3 separate regions of the Sus scrofa genome follow, and regions 1 and 2 are each linked to region 3. The links are chromatin contacts, called in public HiChIP or PLAC-seq maps. All regions are on one chromosome and are shown on one strand. The core of a region is the stretch at or near the end of the contact, and the rest is flanking DNA. Distances in the headings are between cores, read along the strand shown.

Region 1 (3,957 bases), core at 753-3,252, 370 kb after region 3:
TTGACCTATGATGTGCCTGCCAAGGTAGAAGAAAATACCCAGGGCACTAATTTTTAAGGAAAATGCTACATGAATAAAGCAGTTAAGAATCCATCAAAATGCCAATGCTTTTATGTGTATAACAGGTGAGCCAGTTTATAGTTTAGTATTTCAGACCCTCACATTGTATCAAAGCAGTGAGAAGGAACAAAAGCAGATTAGAAAGTTAAACTTTACCTGAAAGGTATGCAACTTTTTCCTTTAAAATTGGCAAAACATCCATAGCTTTCATTTCATCATTTTTTCGAAACCCTGAAATACATAAGGAGAAAATAAGATTACCAAGTTGCTTGAGTGTCCTTTAATTTCTGAACCATCCTAGCTCAAATCTCACCACAGCTGCTTTCTTCACACCCATTAAATCAACTGGAGAAATATCATTATTTGAAATCATTTGAATTCTTTGAAGGAAAGTCTCTGATCACAAGACCACTTCTATTGTAATGCTCAAGAATGAGCTACAGACCCAGACCCAGAGTCTCCCGTACCCAGCAGGCTCTCGGTCATTTCTATATTTGGTCCCCAAAAAACAGGATATGAAATCAGTCCAGGCAGTTTCCAAAATATTCATTTTAATTTCATAGATTAACATAAACACTGGCAAATAAAGCAGTAATATTGTTTATAAAAAAACCCATTCATGGCACACCTGAACCTCTAGGGGGAGCTCAAAGCCTCCTCCTAATAGACTTTCCAATCCAGTTAAAAATAAACATTGTCAGGGAGGAGAGCAGGGATTATAAATAGCTGGGGACTGGCCACTGCTCCCTCCTGGCTCTGTCCTTCCAGGTTTTCTGGGTCATGCCCCCCTGGAGGAATGTCACTGGTTAATGTGGTCAGATGGCCTGGTGTCACCCGCTTCACAGGATGGCCAAGGTCCCTCCTTCTCACATCAGGCCAATTCTCCCCAAGCCCCAGCATCGTAGAAGGCCAAGTGGAAATACTGTGGCAAGGAGGCACGCAGCAGGCAATTTAGGCCAAGCCAATATCCATCTAAACAAAAGGAATTCTGGCAGCCCAAATACGGCTGGCCCAGCACTTCAGGGCAAATGCCCACGTGGGAGGTTGGGGTCAGACACGTTCATCCTCAGCATTTTTCTCTGGGACAGCTCCACCAGAGGTAATCTAGGTTTGGGAGGCCAGCCATCCTCATCAAAACCAGTGACTATCATTAATGGCAGAGCCATCTCTAGAAAGAACTAAAGACTGCTGCCCCATCTCTATTTTCCTGTCTGTTTTTGCCAAAACAGTACAAGGAAGTCTTTATTGAAAATACTTGTGAACTTGTATTGTAAGCCTGGGAACAACTGAAGCAAGAGACAGACCCAGAATTAAAAGCAAGAAAAGAGCTCTCAGTAAATGACGGAGCTTCCACTAAGGTGTCCCTGAGCAGTTCCTGTGGACCAGCCCTGCCGCAGGTTTAGCTTATAAAACCCACTGTCTAAGGAGGGCACAGGAGGGTGACCAAATGCACACACCAGGAAAGAGGAAATGACTTTAAAGTTCAGCCTGAGGGTGGGGTCCGGCCTAAGCCACCTGGGGCTACTAAAAGCAAGTCAGGACAGGGCAACCTCGGCCGCAAGAGGAGGAGAACCAAGAGGAGAAACTGTGGAGAGAAGGGGAGCCCCAGATTCTGTATATAAACTTGGCCCAAACCTCTGGCTGCCCACCGAGCCAGCACGTTGGGGGCAGGTTCCAAGCAGCTCCTGCTCCACATGAAGGGTAAGGACCTAAGTCCAGACTGGAATGGCACCCACTGCAGAGCCCAGCAGGCAGAAACAAGCCCACAGACTGCAACAAAACCAGCACCTTTTGGAGGAATCTGACAGAATCTGGTCGCTACAACATATTACTGAACAAAACAAAGAATGGGTAGATCAGTAACCATCCTTTCCATGGACGACTTAACACAGGAATGAAGGGCTCTGTGTTAAGGATGCAACCATGACACTGACAATCATCAGAGACTTTGTGCAAAGATGGCAGCAAACACATCTGGACGCTGACCCTGAGGTCCAGGTCCAGGGCCTTGGCAGCACTACCCAGCCGGCTGTGAAAGGGCTCGGCAACCCAGGCCTCCAGATCGCCAGGCCGGTTTGCTTTCCAATACACCATGCTTTGTGCTGGCAGCACCCCAAGCTCTTAAAACAGTGGCTATTTATAAAAGGCAGAACAAGAGCCAAGGTTCTGCAATTTCATCCTTAAGGTTCCTTCAAAACTCTTGAATGGACACAATGTAGTCTCAGCAATTCATCACAGGTCATTGGGTAATCCACTCCATGTGTCTGCAAAGACTGATTACACCTCAACTCCAACCGAGGTGGAGAGAGATGGCAGTGGGGTAAATGCAAAGAACAGTTAGGGGAGCTCCTGTTGTGGCTCAACCAGTTAAGAACTAGACAAGTATCCACGAGGATGAGGGTTTGATCCTTGGCCTTGCCCGGTAAGTTAAGAATCTGACGTTGCTGTGAGCTGCAGTGTAGGTTGCTGATACAGCTCGGATCCAGTGTTGTTGAGGTGTAGGCCTCAGCTGTAGCTCTGATTTGACACCTAGCCCAGAAACTTCCATATGTTGCAGGTGTGGCCATTAAAAAAAAAAAAAAAAAAAAAAAAAAAAAAGGAATTAGGCACCAGGGCAGCCCTCACAGAGACAAGCTCATAAATACCTAGAGAAAAATGTACAGTATGAAAGACTCTGTAAGCAGCACAAAGTACTACAGGACCCAGGCAATGGAGAAAGCAGATCAAATGACAGAAATACTGGGAAGGAGGAAGCTGTAGCTGTGATCCCAATCTACAGGTATTTGAAAATATCAGATAAGAAAATGCATGCTTCCTACTGGTCCCTCGTAGCCTATGCCCCAAGATGCCCTGGTCAGAACACAGCAGAACCCTGGGACTCTGCCAACTCGGAACTCCACCTATTTATTAACACCCCTGATGGAGTGAAGGATGCTAGTTAGAGAGGCTATGTCACAGGCTATCCCACAGGAAGAATATCCTACCGATGTGAGAACAAAGTCAAGAACACAAAACTTGACAATGAAAACCTCCATCTCCCACATTCCACTGTTAGCTACAGACTCACTCCCATGTATCCTTAGTTTCTTTAAAATGTAGTTGCTTTTGCCTGTCGGTCCCTGAATTGCCCTCTGAAATTGAGACTCACAGTTTTCTAGAGGAAGAAAGGCACATGACTCAATGGCTACATTGGTGTTGAAATGCATTAAATTCTATTGTGATATATGTACGTGCCTGAACATAGACTGGAATATAAATTCCAAATGCTTTTACCACATATTTTTGCTAAATATGTCACAAAAAAGAGATTTTTGTTTTGTTTTGGCCTAGAACACAGCATGCACAAGTTCCTGCGCCAAGGATGGAACCTGAGCCACAGCAGTGACAACACTGAGTCCCTTAACCACTAGGCTGCCAGGGAACTCCCTAGAGAAATTAATTTTATTAAAATTGAAGATGAAAACTTCTAAAACAGAAAATAAAATTTAAAAAAAAGCAGAAATAAAACTAACCACACAAAGAAATAGTTTGTGGCTATTATTAGGCTGGTCACCTAAGTATTATTTTCAATCTTTTTTCCATTTTTAAAAACACACCCAACAGGGCAAAGACTGAGGAAGCCTGTACATTTACTAAAGCTAGATTAAATATATCACATAACTTTCAATAAAAAGCAGGAAGAACTCAGCTATGAAATGTCCTCAGATCAAAAGGCAGATCTTGTTCCATGCCCTGAAGAGCTATTTATGAAAACAGAGTGCATGACTACAAAAAAATTACAAATAAATGCTCCTGTGCTATTCCGGTGACTCTAGATTACACTGTAGATAGGACAACTCCCACTGTGCTCTTTCCTCACACATTAAAGGATCGAGCTGTGGTCCTGAAACTTCTGGA
Region 2 (3,855 bases), core at 880-3,379, 300 kb after region 3:
CTAGAACAACACAATCAGATTTCACAAATGTCCACTCCCTATCCTGTGCAGCCCCAGTATCTACATCCCCTGCGGGGCAGTCTGGCAACCTGCCAGCAGTGACAGGGACAAGAAGCCCTCCACGCAGACTGGCAAACCCCCTCTGAGCCTCCGAGTGACGAGACTGAAAGACTCTCACGTCTGGGGCCTGAGCCTAAGCCCTGTCCTGCTGCCGCCTCGGGGACCGCAGCCTCAGGCTGCAGCCAATTACCCCTCCTTGTGGATGAATGAGGGAGGAGCTTAAACTACCGATGAGAATCACAACAGCGCAGCAGTGAGAGCGGAAGAGTGAAGATGCCATCAACAACAGGAACAAAAATAACAATGACCAGGAGTTTCTGTCGTGGCACAGCAGAAACGAATCTGACTAGGAACCATGAGGTTGCGGGTTCGAACCCTGGCCTTGCTCAGTGGGTTAAGAATCCCGTTTTGCTGTGAGCTGTGGTGTAGGTTGCAGATGTTGCTATGGCTCTGGCGTAGGCTGGTGGCAACAGCTCCGATTAGACCCCTAGCCTGGGAACCTTCACATGCCACAGGTGCGGCCCTAAAAAGACAAAAAAAAAAAAAACAAAACACCCACAAACAAACAAAAAAAAACCAATGACCAGAAGGTGTCAGAGCCCAGGGGGCCTAAGGGGGCACCACGACTAAATGCCACATGATCCTGGATGGGACTCTGGAACAGGGAGAAACTAAGGAGACCTCCACAAAGTATGGGCTTCAGTTAGTCAGTATTAGGTCATTAATCCTAACAATACAGGTTCAAAATTACATTCACATAATACTATGTAATATTGATATCAGATCAATATTAGTTCATTAGTATCACAAGCTATCCTATTAATGAAGGATGTTACTAATAGGGGAAACTGGGCACAGGTATGAAACCCCGCTATCATCTTCACCATTCTTCTGTAAATCCAAAATTTGTCTAAAAACTTCTTAAAAATATATGTGTATATATGCACACACAGATTTTTTAAAAACAGCCCCCAGCTAGGGACCGGTTTCTGAGCATGTTCCCCGGAGGCTGTCCCCAAGTCCTCCCCTCCTAGAGTGGGGCCCAGAGACAGCCCTCGTGGCTGTGGCTTGGGGCCGCTGTCAGCATCCACGTTCCTGCCATACAGGTTCTGCACACATGTGCCCACTAAGGCTCTCTATTCAGCAGAGGCTGCACTGGAAGTGACACGTCTGGGACAGTGGCTCTAGGGAACACAGGCTTCCCTCCCCCAGAGCTATGCCCAGCAGCTCCGAGCAGAGCATCATGGGACCTCAGTGTGGGTGGAGCAGGCAGAGTACCAGGCTTTAGGCTGCACACATACATTTTTAAGAGCAGAATCCGGTTTTCTCAACAACTGTCACTACAGCCATGAAGTTGCTTACTTCTCGTCTTTGGTAAGTGGATCTGCAGGTGACAGTGCCTCCCAACAGCTAAGCATTACACTTCTGAAAGCTTTCTACCTCTTTGCCAGCAGGTAAAGACACTAAGTCAATGTCCCAAAGTAAGAATTGCATTTCTGAATTTCGTGAGACACTGACAGCATTTGCTTTGTCTCACTTCTCATTTTATGCTCGAGGACAACAAGCCAGTACGAAGGGCCTGGTGGCTTCCCCTGGGCACAGCAGTAGGAGCTGGGGGAGTCAGGGTCAGTGGGGCCTCTCTGAAACCCAAGGCCAAAGCCTCCCCATGCGCAGAACCTGCCCTGGCTCCTTTTGCCAGGGACAAAATTGATTTCGTGTGTTCATAAGCAGACTGATGAGGGAGGACCTGTTCTGTGCCCACAGCGGCCCTGTGACTAGGACACCGGGACACAGAGGGGAAGGAACCCGCCCACCAGTCAGGAGAGCCTTAGCCACGGGTCCTCTCAGAAGGGCAAACTGAGTCACAGACTCTGAGACTTCAAGTGGGGAGGGGGTGTTTGGTAAAGGAGTTACAGGAGACCACCAGCCCCTCTCCCTCCCGAGGGTTCTCCCCTGCACAGGGCTCCTGGCCTGTGCAGTGAGGTACTGATCTCTGCAGGGATGATGACGGAGACACTCCAGGGTAGGCCAGGGCGGGAGCCCAAAGAGTTTCCTCTTTTTCTTGAGAAGTAAATTAAAACTTCATAATCGCTAGGACTCAAAAACCACGAGAGCCTCTCAGAAGAGGATCAGACCTTCCTCTCCTACAATCCACAGCAGCTACAGCCTGGGTCTTACCCAAGACAGTCAGAGGCTGTATTCAGAACCTGGTTAAAAAAAAGACAGGGTTTCCTGATCTCAGAAAAGACAAGAAAGGAGGAGAACCCACGTCAGGCCTGAATTTTGAGCACACTGCAAGAGCCCACGTGCTGTGCTCAGGGCATCCTCCTCGCAAAAGATAAATGAGTTCAGGAGCGATGCCAGGGGTTAGAGAACCAGCCTGCTTAGCTTTTGAAAATCTAGAATGAGCGTGTAAGGTCTGCTTTCCTGAAAACCACACTTTTTTGTACTGGAAGACAAGATAATTACATGGCACGTATGAAAAGTTGCTGACAGAAATGGCTTCCTGGAGAACAACTTTGTGACAGGTTATGTCTCTAGAAAATGATCTGAATCCCAAAGGACCAGCTGACAGGAGAGCAGGCCCCCCTGGGAGGATGCTACGTCAGAGGAGTACTGCTCACATGAAAGAAATCTGTGCTCTCGAAACCAGCGTCTTCTTTGAACCAGAGTTTTCTTGGTTTTACTGGCTGCTGTATTCGGTGCTTTCTAAATCTACAAAGGAACATTAACTTGGATGACTACTTAGAAGGTAAAAGAGGAGACAACTGTCAAAGACCATCTTTCTTCCCCACAATCATTTGCAAAAAGTTTCATGTGCAAAGCATTTTTAACTTCTTTTTTAAAACTCCTGCATGAACATCCAATGTGGCAGCAACTGTCATGTCCCAGAAACTCACTAGCAAAGATTCATTCAATAGGATTCATCTACTCACAATCAGTGTACAACATAAAGAAGGAACGGATCTTCAGAGTAGCCTCAAGGATGTTCTTGGCTCTGCCAAACCGTGTGCAAAAATGGTCCAGTGCTTCCTAATGTGGCTGCAGCAGGGTCTGAAACAGCCCAAGACACCCCCTCCCCCGCAGTGAAGTCGGGGGGGCTGCAGAAGTCGCATTAGCTCCACGACATGCCGCCACCAAGTAAACACGAGGCTCTTTTCCGGTTCCTCCTTCTCAGAACACTACAACTGTTACAGAATAACCTATACTTAGTATGTTTTAAATGAATTCAACCGTCCGACTTTCACCACTTCCTTTTTGAATCTCTGTTAATTACTTCATCCTGCCACTTTTGAAGAAGTTGACTTTAAGAAAAATTCATTACATCAATTCAAAATCTCAAAACTGGACACAATTTAGAATTCATTTTACAAAGGATCCTTTAAAATACAACCCCAAGACACACACTAAACCACCTTCAACTTCACTGTGAAAAGGAAATCTTTTCTCCCTAGACCCAAAATCTGTTTGACCTTTGTATGTTTCAGAAAATGAGATAAGCCTCTTTCTTAAGTACTAAAGACGCCTCCGTTCCCATTTTTCAGTGCCTCCAAAGGCCATTCTGTCCAAAAAAATACATAAAGCTAAAATATGACCTTTGCTCTTCCTCCGCCCTAAGACTTGTATTTACTTTGGGCGGAAAGCAGTCAGAGACAGGAGGGTGGAGAAGGAAAGCTGTGGAAAGCATTCACTCCACACCCCCTGCACTTCAGCAGACCGATGTCATCTTCTTCTCTGGGAAGAGCTTGAGAGCTTTCCACAAATGAAGCTATGAACACAAAGTGTAATTTGGCT
Region 3 (3,658 bases), core at 790-3,289:
AGGAGGAGCAGCATCTGAGGGCCAGGGCCTCTAAGTGGGGACACAGCTCAGACCACTGGGGCATGAGAGGTAGCAGCAGCCAGCCTGGCAGCAGCAGTCAGAAACCAGCATAGGCTGGGAAGGGGCAGAGGCAAAAGACCACCTCCCAACCCCCGCTTTACCAGCTATAGAGCCCAAGGCAGGGCTCAAACCCTGGGAGCAAAACTGCAGCCACAAGTCATATCAGCTCACAAGTGGGCCTGCACAGTGGTTTCAATTTAAAAAAAAAAAAAAAAAGGAGTTCCAGCTGTGGCTCAGCCAGTTAAGAAAAGTGCCCCAACATCGTGTCTGTGAGGATGCAGGTTTGATCCCTGGCCTCGCTCAGTGGGTTCAGCATCCAGGGCTGCCACAAGCTGCAGTATAAGCTGCAGATGCTGTTCAGATCTGGTGTTGATGTGGCATAGGCCTCAGCTGCAGCTGCAATTAGACACCTAGCCTGGGACCTTCCATATGCCACAGGTGTGGCCATAAGAAGAAAAGAATAAGATAAAATGCTATTTAAAAATCAGGACATTTCCAATAAAAGTTAGAATATCTGGATTCTTCAAACATAGGATATCTGGCAATTATAAGCTGGAACTTAGCCGACCTTGGCCCCAACAAACCCAGCTCCCCAGGAATCCATGTTCTACACCTGGCCAGCTTCACTCACTCACTCAGGTTATCTGCTTAGCTCCTGTGAGCAGGAATTTAAGACCTCCTGCTCTAAATCTTTCTCAGTGGGTTGTTTACCCACTTAGTGCACATATTATTATCCCAAGGGGTGTGGGTATTCAAGAAATGAGAATGCCAAACCCCACAGTAAAGAACCAGGCAAGCAAGAATTATTTTAATACATTATCTGCAATAACAGCCCCCCACCCCTTTTTAGGAAATGGCACACTTTTAGGGCACTTTTTGGCCAATTAAGGTATCTGTCAAACTGCTTATTTGAGAGCTTCCGTCATTTTTGGAATTCCAAAGGCATTTATATGTGACCAGAACTTGAAAGTGCAGTAAAGTTTCGGTCTTCTACTTTAAATTTTGCTTCCAACCCCCGCCCCCAACCCCCAGATCTTTGCAGAAACTCTAAACTCCTTTGATTTACACTGCCTTCTTTACGGTTCAATAAATAATTGATCTAACCAGCACTGCCTTTGGTATTTAAAAATATAGGGGGTTGGAGACACCTAGTTAAGCAGCTAACAGGCAAAACAATTGGGTCAGCCTCCGTCCAAAGTCTGTCCAACAGGTGGGACGCTCATCAAGCCGCGACTTGCCTTCCAAGAACAAACATGTCGCCTGGCTCAGCTTCCCCGTGGCTGTGACAGGGACAACCTTACTTCCTTCCCGCACCAGGCTGGAGAAGAGATCTCATGGAAGGGAGCTGTAATATGCTTCTGAAGTTTGTTCCCCAAGACTCTGGAGCGTTCTTTAGCTTTAAAAGCTATAGAGGGATCAAAAAAGGGGATGGAGGCACCGGATAACCTGGATTTTAAGAAGCGCCCTCCGGAAAAACTTTTGTACTCAGACACGATACAAGGGGCTTCAAATTCCTCGTCGCCCATGACCTTACTTAGAAAACAAGGTGCGAAGAAGCCTCCCCCTGGCTACTCTCCCGCCCACCCACAGCCTCCCCTACGGGACGGAGCCCGGCGCCCCCGCCCGTCCAGCCGGCCCCAGCCCGCGCCCCTCACTCACTGCTCGGCTGCGCACCGCATCGCGGCCCGCGGCGGCCCGCCGGCTGCCGCCTTCCCGCCCTCCGGTGCCGCGGCCCCCGCCTCCCACGCCGGCTTCTCGGCACAGCTCGCGCCCGGCCACGCTCCGGGCTGAGGCATGGTCCCCCGACGCATGGGGCCGCCGGCGGCGCCGCGGGGGTTCAGCCGCTCTCGAGCGACCCGGGGCCCCACCCTTCGGGGCGCCCGGCCGTGGCCGCTGCCGCCCTGCTGCCCGCGGGCTCGGGTGGGTGCACCGGCCGCTTCCGCGCGCGTCACCACCTCCCGCCCCGTGGCCTCTAACCCGCGGCGAGGGGGCGCGGCCAGAGGCGGCGGGGAGCCCGGCGACGAGGCGCCTGCGCATGCGCTTGCGCCCGCCTAGCGGCCTGCGGCCAGGACCGCCCACGCGAGGCTTTTTCTGCGCTTGCTCCGCCTCCGCACGCCGCTGGCCGCCCGGGCTTCTCGGCGCGCGTTCGTCGCGCTGACAGTCCCGTCCGCTGCTTGTCCTCGAGTCCTGGGGTGTGAGGAAGCGAAAAGGGACTGGACGAGCGGTGGGCTACCTCTTCGGTGAGGAAGAAGTCCGGCCTGGGGTGCGAAGGGCGCTGACGTTTGGGGGCACCTTACAGTGTCGCTCTGGGCTTCCGAGTTTCTCCCTCCGCTGGCTGGCTTCCTCAGCTAAAGAGCAAGGGATGTGCCCGGGTGGGTGATATGCAACTTGCTAGGCCTCCCTCCGTGGCTGTCCCGTCACCACCCGCCCCGAGCTCAGAGACCGGAGGCTTCTGGTGTGGGGTCGGGCTTGTCGCCCCAGGGCAGGGAGTTACAGCCCCTTCCTTCCGTGAGGGTGAGAAGGGCGACATGGTTCGACACAGCAGGTGAGCCAGCACAGCACAGTGTGTATTCTTGGACCACGTTCTTTAAAATAAAATTTGAAATTTGATTTAGGAAGGAGCAACAGCAAAGGAAAAATACTAGCAGACTTCAGACATCAGAAGACAAAATGTTTCAGCTTTAGGGAGGAAATAGAGTAGCCGCTAAAGATGGGCAGCAGTCGAAAGTGCTAGAAGTGTTACTAAAGCAAAGAGCTCAGGACCAAATAATGGGGAAGGGATTGGTATGGGCAATCCAGAAACCTACAAGTAGCTCTGGGGCAAAACTGGTTCAAAACAGGGTATTTTATTGAAAGATGAAACTGGGAGAAGGGTGCTGGAGACCAGATCTCAAAAAGTCACCTGCAGTTAATTAAAGACCTTGATCTTCCTTGAAAGATCACTACAGTTAGAGAAAAGATTGGGAAAGAGCAAGACGGACCAGTGTTAGGGAGACTAAGTGCTAATGGGCATCAAAGGGAGAAACTGGATGTAAAGAATCCTTGCATTTTAAGGCAAAGAACTATGGTGGGTTTTACCCTTTCATTTTGAGAGTGATAAATACACATGCTTTAAAAATGCATAGCATACAAAAGACTATGCAGTTAAATTTTGTATTGATAGTAAGGGTGTGGGATTATAGCGGATGACTAGTGTACCCTAAAATTCATTCCAACTGGAAACTCACTGTGACCTTATTTGGAAATAGGTTCTTTGAGGATGCAATCAGTTAAAATTAGGTCAGATTGGATTAGATTGGGTGAAAATCAATGTCTGGTATCTTTATATAAGAGAAAATGCCGAGATACATAGAAACAGGAGTGAGGACATGGGAAGATGAAGGCAGAGGTTAGGGTGATGTTGCTAGAAGCCAAGAAATGGCAGGAGCTGCTAGAAGCTAGGAAAAGTCAAAGATCATTCCAAAGGGGCTTTGGAAGGCGCATGGCCCTGCTGACAACTTGATTTCAGATACCTAGTCTCAAGAACCATGAGAGAATAAATTCCTGTTGTTTTAAGCCACTCAGTTTGTGTTATTTTGCAGTAACAGAGCAGGGAAAC

What was found. HiChIP or PLAC-seq counts read pairs in DNA pulled down with a chosen protein or histone mark.
Region 1: an H3K27ac HiChIP or PLAC-seq map of alveolar macrophages shows a contact between it and region 3. The contact joins the promoter of TRIO here to the promoter of OTULIN in region 3. A contact is called at or near these places in 2 of 2 datasets of contacts at active chromatin or transcription factors (alveolar macrophages and skeletal muscle).
Region 2: an H3K27ac HiChIP or PLAC-seq map of alveolar macrophages shows a contact between it and region 3. The contact joins the enhancer-like site here to the promoter of OTULIN in region 3. A contact is called at or near these places in 2 of 2 datasets of contacts at active chromatin or transcription factors (alveolar macrophages and skeletal muscle).

Annotation. Positions count from the first base shown.
Region 1 is chr16:3,688,885-3,692,841 of Sscrofa11.1, reverse strand. It overlaps TRIO (triple functional domain protein), which reads right to left and starts at 2,002. Exons shown (of 56, transcript XM_021077142.1): 1 at 217-2,002. The coding sequence starts at 271.
Region 2 is chr16:3,758,850-3,762,704 of Sscrofa11.1, reverse strand. All of the region lies in intron 9 of TRIO (triple functional domain protein), which reads right to left. Among named protein-coding and RNA genes, the nearest start is that of TRIO, 70 kb to the right of the region's middle. Within about 2 kb of position 2,129, at least 11 of the 83 cell types and tissues checked have an H3K27ac peak or open chromatin away from gene starts, as enhancers often do. A contact at or near this core is called in alveolar macrophages, where this site is marked.
Region 3 is chr16:4,061,418-4,065,075 of Sscrofa11.1, reverse strand. It overlaps OTULIN (ubiquitin thioesterase otulin), which reads right to left and starts at 2,039. Exons shown (of 7, transcript XM_003133841.4): 1 at 1,720-2,039. The coding sequence starts at 1,871. LOC110257250 (a long non-coding RNA gene) reads left to right here and starts at 2,120. Exons shown (of 7, transcript XR_002339614.1): 1 at 2,120-2,605.